2 separate regions of the Danio rerio genome follow, and region 1 is linked to region 2. Evidence: chromatin contacts called from public Micro-C data. All regions are on one chromosome and are shown on one strand. The core of a region is the stretch at or near the end of the contact, and the rest is flanking DNA. Distances in the headings are between cores, read along the strand shown. Region 1 holds the start of tmc5 (transmembrane channel like 5). Region 2 has its middle 21 kb from the start of rps15a.

What was found. A called contact is a pair of places that touch in the nucleus more often than the background predicts.
Region 1: a contact with region 2 is called in a Micro-C map of caudal fin, with 8 times the contacts expected there. The contact joins the promoter of tmc5 here to the enhancer-like site in region 2. A contact is called at or near these places in 6 of 18 Hi-C or Micro-C datasets (caudal fin, embryo, fibroblasts and 1 more) and 1 of 4 datasets of contacts at active chromatin or transcription factors (caudal fin).

The regions. Positions count from the first base shown.
Region 1 is chr3:25,472,731-25,475,561 of GRCz12tu, reverse strand. tmc5 (transmembrane channel like 5) reads right to left here and starts at 1,443. Exons shown (of 18, transcript XM_005163920.5): 1 at 1,231-1,443. The coding sequence starts at 1,321.
Region 2 is chr3:25,102,725-25,105,576 of GRCz12tu, reverse strand. No RefSeq gene overlaps it. Among named protein-coding and RNA genes, the nearest start is that of rps15a, 21 kb to the right of the region's middle. Within about 2 kb of position 1,531, at least 18 of the 62 cell types and tissues checked have an H3K27ac peak or open chromatin away from gene starts, as enhancers often do.

The DNA.
Region 1 (2,831 bases), core at 194-2,693, 370 kb before region 2:
CCGAGGAAAGTTGAACGTGGTGACCAGTTTATTGTTTGCCTAACAAAATACATTAGGCTACAGTTTGTAATTTAAAAGTTTTTTTTTCTAATGATATATGTGATATATATTTAAAAAAAATATATATATATATATATATATATATTTGTCATATTTCTTTATTCTAAATATTTATTAAATATTTTACTATTTAGCAAAAACAGTGCTTAAAATGTGATGTAAATTCAGTATTAAAATCTCATAATTAAATAGAAAATGAGGCAAATAACTAAAAAAGTCCACAATTTTGAGAAAAAAGAATCACCCTTTTACCAAGCTAGCTACGGGTCTAAAATGTGTAAAATATCTATAATTCATAGTTCTATGGTTGAGGAAAACACACACACACACATGTTTGTTTTTGTTAAAAGTGGGGACATTACATAGGTTTCCATTCATTTTATACTGTCCAAACCGTATATTATATTGCCCTCACCCCACCCCACCACTAAACCCAACCATCACAAGAAACTGTGTGCAGCTTTACTCTCTGATTAAACTCATTCTGTTGGATTTATAAGCATTTTGAGAAATGAGGACGTCACCAATGTCCTCATATTTCCATATTTCACCTCCTTTTTGTAATATCTGTGTCATACCCATGTCATTATACAGATTTGTGTCCTGATATGACACACGCACACACACACACACACACACACACACACACACACACACACACACACACACACACACACACACACACACACATTATTTTGGTGACATTTTTTCTTATTGTAGAGCATAGAATGACAAATGGTCTTTTTTCAGATGTGATTACATTGCTTTTAGATATCACATTATTAATATAAAAAATTCAGAAGTTAAGAAAGCAATATGAAATAACTTTATTTAGGGTTACTATTACCCTGATTTTCATAATTTTTTGACCAACTGTCGTTTTCTAAAAAGCAACAACAATTATTATAATAATAATAATAATAATAATAATAATAATAATAATAATAATAATAATAGTTTAAAGTACACTATATGTCAATATTTTCTATTGAAATGTGAGGAAATCTTATCAGACCTTATAAAGAATAAAACAAATATCAAATTAAATACCCAAAATAAAACTCATACCTAGTAGAGCCAGGCTATACTGGATCATTTTCAAATGCTTTATATTACAGTATATATTACTGATTTAGCAAAGACGATCTGATTCTAACAAACATGACCTACTGTTTTCAACTTCCTGCTGGATTTCATGTGCCGTAAGTCCCAGGTTTTCCAGAGCTGTGCCATGTTGTGGGTAGACACTCATCCTCCTCATCCTGCTTTTCAGATCATAGAGTTGTCCTGGCAGAGAATAAATAAATAGACTTTAAACATTACATTGTGTGCATAGGCGCTCCAGGAATAACAGACTGCGGTGTTTGCTGGGCTCACTAGACTGAAGGAACAAGGAAGTTGTGGTTTAATTGTAGGATACAAGGTACAAGTGGGCTGTATCTCATTTTATCTTTGTGTCCTGTTGTCCCGGTGACAGGTTTCACTGGCCAATGCCGCGCAGGAGGAACTCTGTGGTTTGGTGTTGTATTACATTTAAAAAGGTATTCATTAGTTATTCATTAACTGTCTTCCAGCTCGTCAGCAGCAATATAATGACGACATAATCATCTTCTGTTTATTTGATGGACGGCTGGAATGAATTATCATTCTTGGCAGAAAGATAAGATTGTTGCAGTAAGCACATAATAAAAGCGTAAATGTTTCGGCAGCTTAACCACGGATCTGTGCTTTGACCTGCTCTTATTTCCATTTCTCCTCTGTGGGGTTGGTTTATCATCATTTTGCTTTTTTTTTCGAAAGTTTTAACATCTGATTTTGGGATTTTGAACACAAATTGTAGTGAATATGTTCAGTCATAATGACCTGGTTTTAAAGACAGAGACAAAGCCAGGCTTAAGCCACAGTTAAATTAGTCCATAGGTTATTTATGTATTTATTTTTAAATGTGCCTTATAAAACACATTTCTGGTGTCTATCTTGAGACAAAACAAACACACTGACATATTTTCAGATCAGTAATGGCAGGTTTCTTGCATTTGAAACAGTTCAGACTAACATTTTAGTCTGAGATTACAGGCTTAATCTTTTTCTGTGAGGGGGAACTAGGGGGAAATGTAATTTCATTTATTCATTTTTATAGCACTAAACAACAGAGCATAGACCAAAGTGCTGTACTTAACTAAACCTATAAAGTGTAAACACAACAATATTAGCACATACAATAAAATATGAGTAGAGAATCAATGGCTCGATATTCTGTAGTTACAGACTTTATAGCAAGGGATGTGAAATAGGCTTTCAGGTGTCTTTCAACAGTGTTATGAGAGAGAGAAGCTTTAAGGAAGATTATTCTGTTTTATTATTATTATTTTTGGAGGTGGCATCGCAAATCTTTGTTTAGATTTTGTTCTCTGGATGGTTAAAATCTGTTAGTTTGAAGATCTTTAATCACAAGTTTTGAGGACCTAAATGTCCAATCCCCTTTAGTAACCCCTGCAGGAGGGCCCACGCATTTTGCGCTACGCCACTGGGCATACGTGACATGGTTAAAGTTCATTCCACTGTTATTAATGATATTTGTACATCATCTTGTGTCTACCTAGATTTTTATAATTATTAAATGGGTCACAAAAAGTTGTCATCATTTTCTATATTACCAATGTGGTATGTAGAAAGCATCATCACCCCACACAAAAAAAGCATTAAAGTAATGTATAGTCTATATTATAGTGTATTTTAACCATATATAAAGTATATTATACTTTATAAAT
Region 2 (2,852 bases), core at 282-2,781:
ATTAGAGCATCATGAAAATAGCAGATCATTTGATCAGATGATGCTATCCTCTGAATTTCTATGCAACCATAAAAATGAAAAGCCAAGATTTTTTGTCAACGGCAGAAAAGCATTGTGTCACAAATGACCATGCAAACTTAGCGAAACTGTGGTCATCATTCCAATAAAAAAATAAATAAAATTATGGCCAAAAAGCTATTTAAGTCCAAAGTCCAGCATTAAGTCCACTGACTTTAATGCTGTTGATTTGTATGAAGTTCAACCCTTAACATAAACAAACTGCTTTCGTTTGCTTTTACATGATCAACCTTTTTAACCAGCCCACATTTTTAGTGCAAAATCCAATCATATTAGCATCAAAATCACATTTAGGTCTACTGTTATTCCACAAATGAATTAAGTTCACATTAGGGCTGCACAATAAACTTTTTATTTTTATTTATTTATTTTTGCTTTCTGTACATCACTACACTACTGGTAATAGGGTATACAGTAATTCCCAAAGGAGAGCTCTGGCTTTTCAGTGCCCAAGCACCCATGGAATAACCAAGCACCCTTGTAAAAATATTCCACATTAATTTGAAAGAGTTATATACATTTCAATATGAAAAAAAAAAACGAAAGACATTAATTTCTTTTTGCCACACTAGCAAAAAATGTACTTGAGCAATATACATGTAAAATGGCCATTTATTAGTAGCATATACCACACCCCCACCCCCTCAATAATATAAGAAAAAGAGTGTTGGGGGAATTGGAAGATGAGCACTCACTGACAAAAACATTCATCTATGCATCTTTTTTTTCCCTGACTCACTTCAAAACAACCAGCTCATACTAGTGAGTCATTCAGAAATCTGTGTTTTGCGCTGTAAGATCGGTAGTGGCATTGTAGCTCAGCTGAATAGACTCCACTTGATAACTTGTGAGAATATTTTACCACATTCCATCAGCAAGAATGCGCAGAGCTCCACATAAATGAGACATTAAACCTCAAACTCCATCACCAGAACTCTAGCGATAAGAGATTATGTACAGTAATTGTCTCAAAATAAACTCCTGCAGGGTAATACAAGACCTCTTCAGGGTGTAATTCTGCAATAATGACCAGCTTATTGTCTGCTTATGGTCATCCATTCCTGAAATATGCTTATATATAAGTTACACACTTGCACAACCCTTAGATCTGTTCCACCCTCAGCGACACATAGGGCAGGATGCAGTTTCCTAGCGACACAGCGATTAGTACAGATACCTGGGGTCACCTGATTGACATTTTATTAATCACTATGTATTTATTCATCCGAATCTAAGAGCAGCAGATGGTTTGATAAGGCAAACATTTGATCAACACTTTCAAGACTCACTTTGGACCATTTCCGACGTTACAAAGCTAATTCTGTTATCAGCCGGACCAATCTTAATTGGGGTTTTAAGCCTTTCAAACATAGCAAGAGAGCAATGATACATGAGTTGGCCTATTACACTGTAGATATTAATAGGAAGGCCGCTACTGCCCCCAAGTTCTCAGCTAAAGAACTGCACTCTTTGGATAAACAGAAAACGGGTGTTTGCAGAGTGTTTGAATGAATGTACTAGCTGTACTTGTGTATCTTTCTGTTTTCTTTGTACTTTTGCCAAGTATAAAAGATGTTTGAAAAACATATATGTGAACCTCAAATACAAAATCTTACCAAAAAAAAGTAAAAATTGTAGATTATTTTGATGCCAAAATCACTACAATACTAAGCAAAGAGCATGTCTAATGAAGACATTTTGTAAATTTCATTTCTAAGCACTACACTACCTGACAAATGTCATCAATTCCAGTTGTACGAGCAACAAACACTTCTAGTTGGAAAATTGGCAGAAGGTAAATTTTTCAGATGGCTCATCTGTTGAACTGCATCCCAAACATAACAAATACTGCAGAAGATCTATTGGAACCCACATGGACCCAAGATTCTCACAGAAATCAGTCAAGTTTGGTGAAGGAAAATTTTAGTTTGGGGTTACATTCAGTATGTGGGCGTGCGAGAGATCTGCAGAGTGGATGGCAACATCAGCAACCTGCATATCAAGACATTTGTGCTGCCCATTACATTACAAACCCCAGGAAAGGGCAAATTCTTCAACAGGATAGTGCTCCGTCTCATACTTCAGCCTCCACATCATGGTTCCTAAAGCAAAGAAGGTCAAGGTGCTCCAGGATTGGCCAGCCCAGTGACCAGACATGAACATTGAGCATGTCTGGGGTAAGATAAAGGAGACATTGAAGATTAATTCAATTAATCATGATGAACTCCGGGAGTCCTGCAAGAACACTTTCTTTGCCATTCCAGATGACTTTATTAATAGGTTATTTGAGTCATTGCAGAGATGTATGGATGCAGTCCTCCAAGCTTAGGGGAGTCATACACAATATTATTTTTTTACCACTGCACCATGACTTTATATTCTATACTGTACATTATTTCTGTTAAGTGACAAGACTTTTGACTATGCAAAGTCAGACGTTACTGTCCTAATAAATAATTAAAAATCAAGATTTGATCATATTTTATTTTGGTAAAGTAAGCGTAAACTAGATGTCTTTGTCTTTCATATAAGCCACTTCTGATACCAAACGATCACCTAGAGGTTATTATTTTTTGCTCCTAAAACTTAGATAGATGACTATACTTTTTTCAGGTTGTGTACATTTAAACAGAATCTTAATATTTTAATTTTTTAAACCCTTAGATTTTCAAATAGTTGCATCTCAGCCAAATATTGTCCTCAACAAACCATACATCAATGAAAATTTATTCATTCAATCTTATGATTTATTAGTCTCAAATTTAAAAACACCT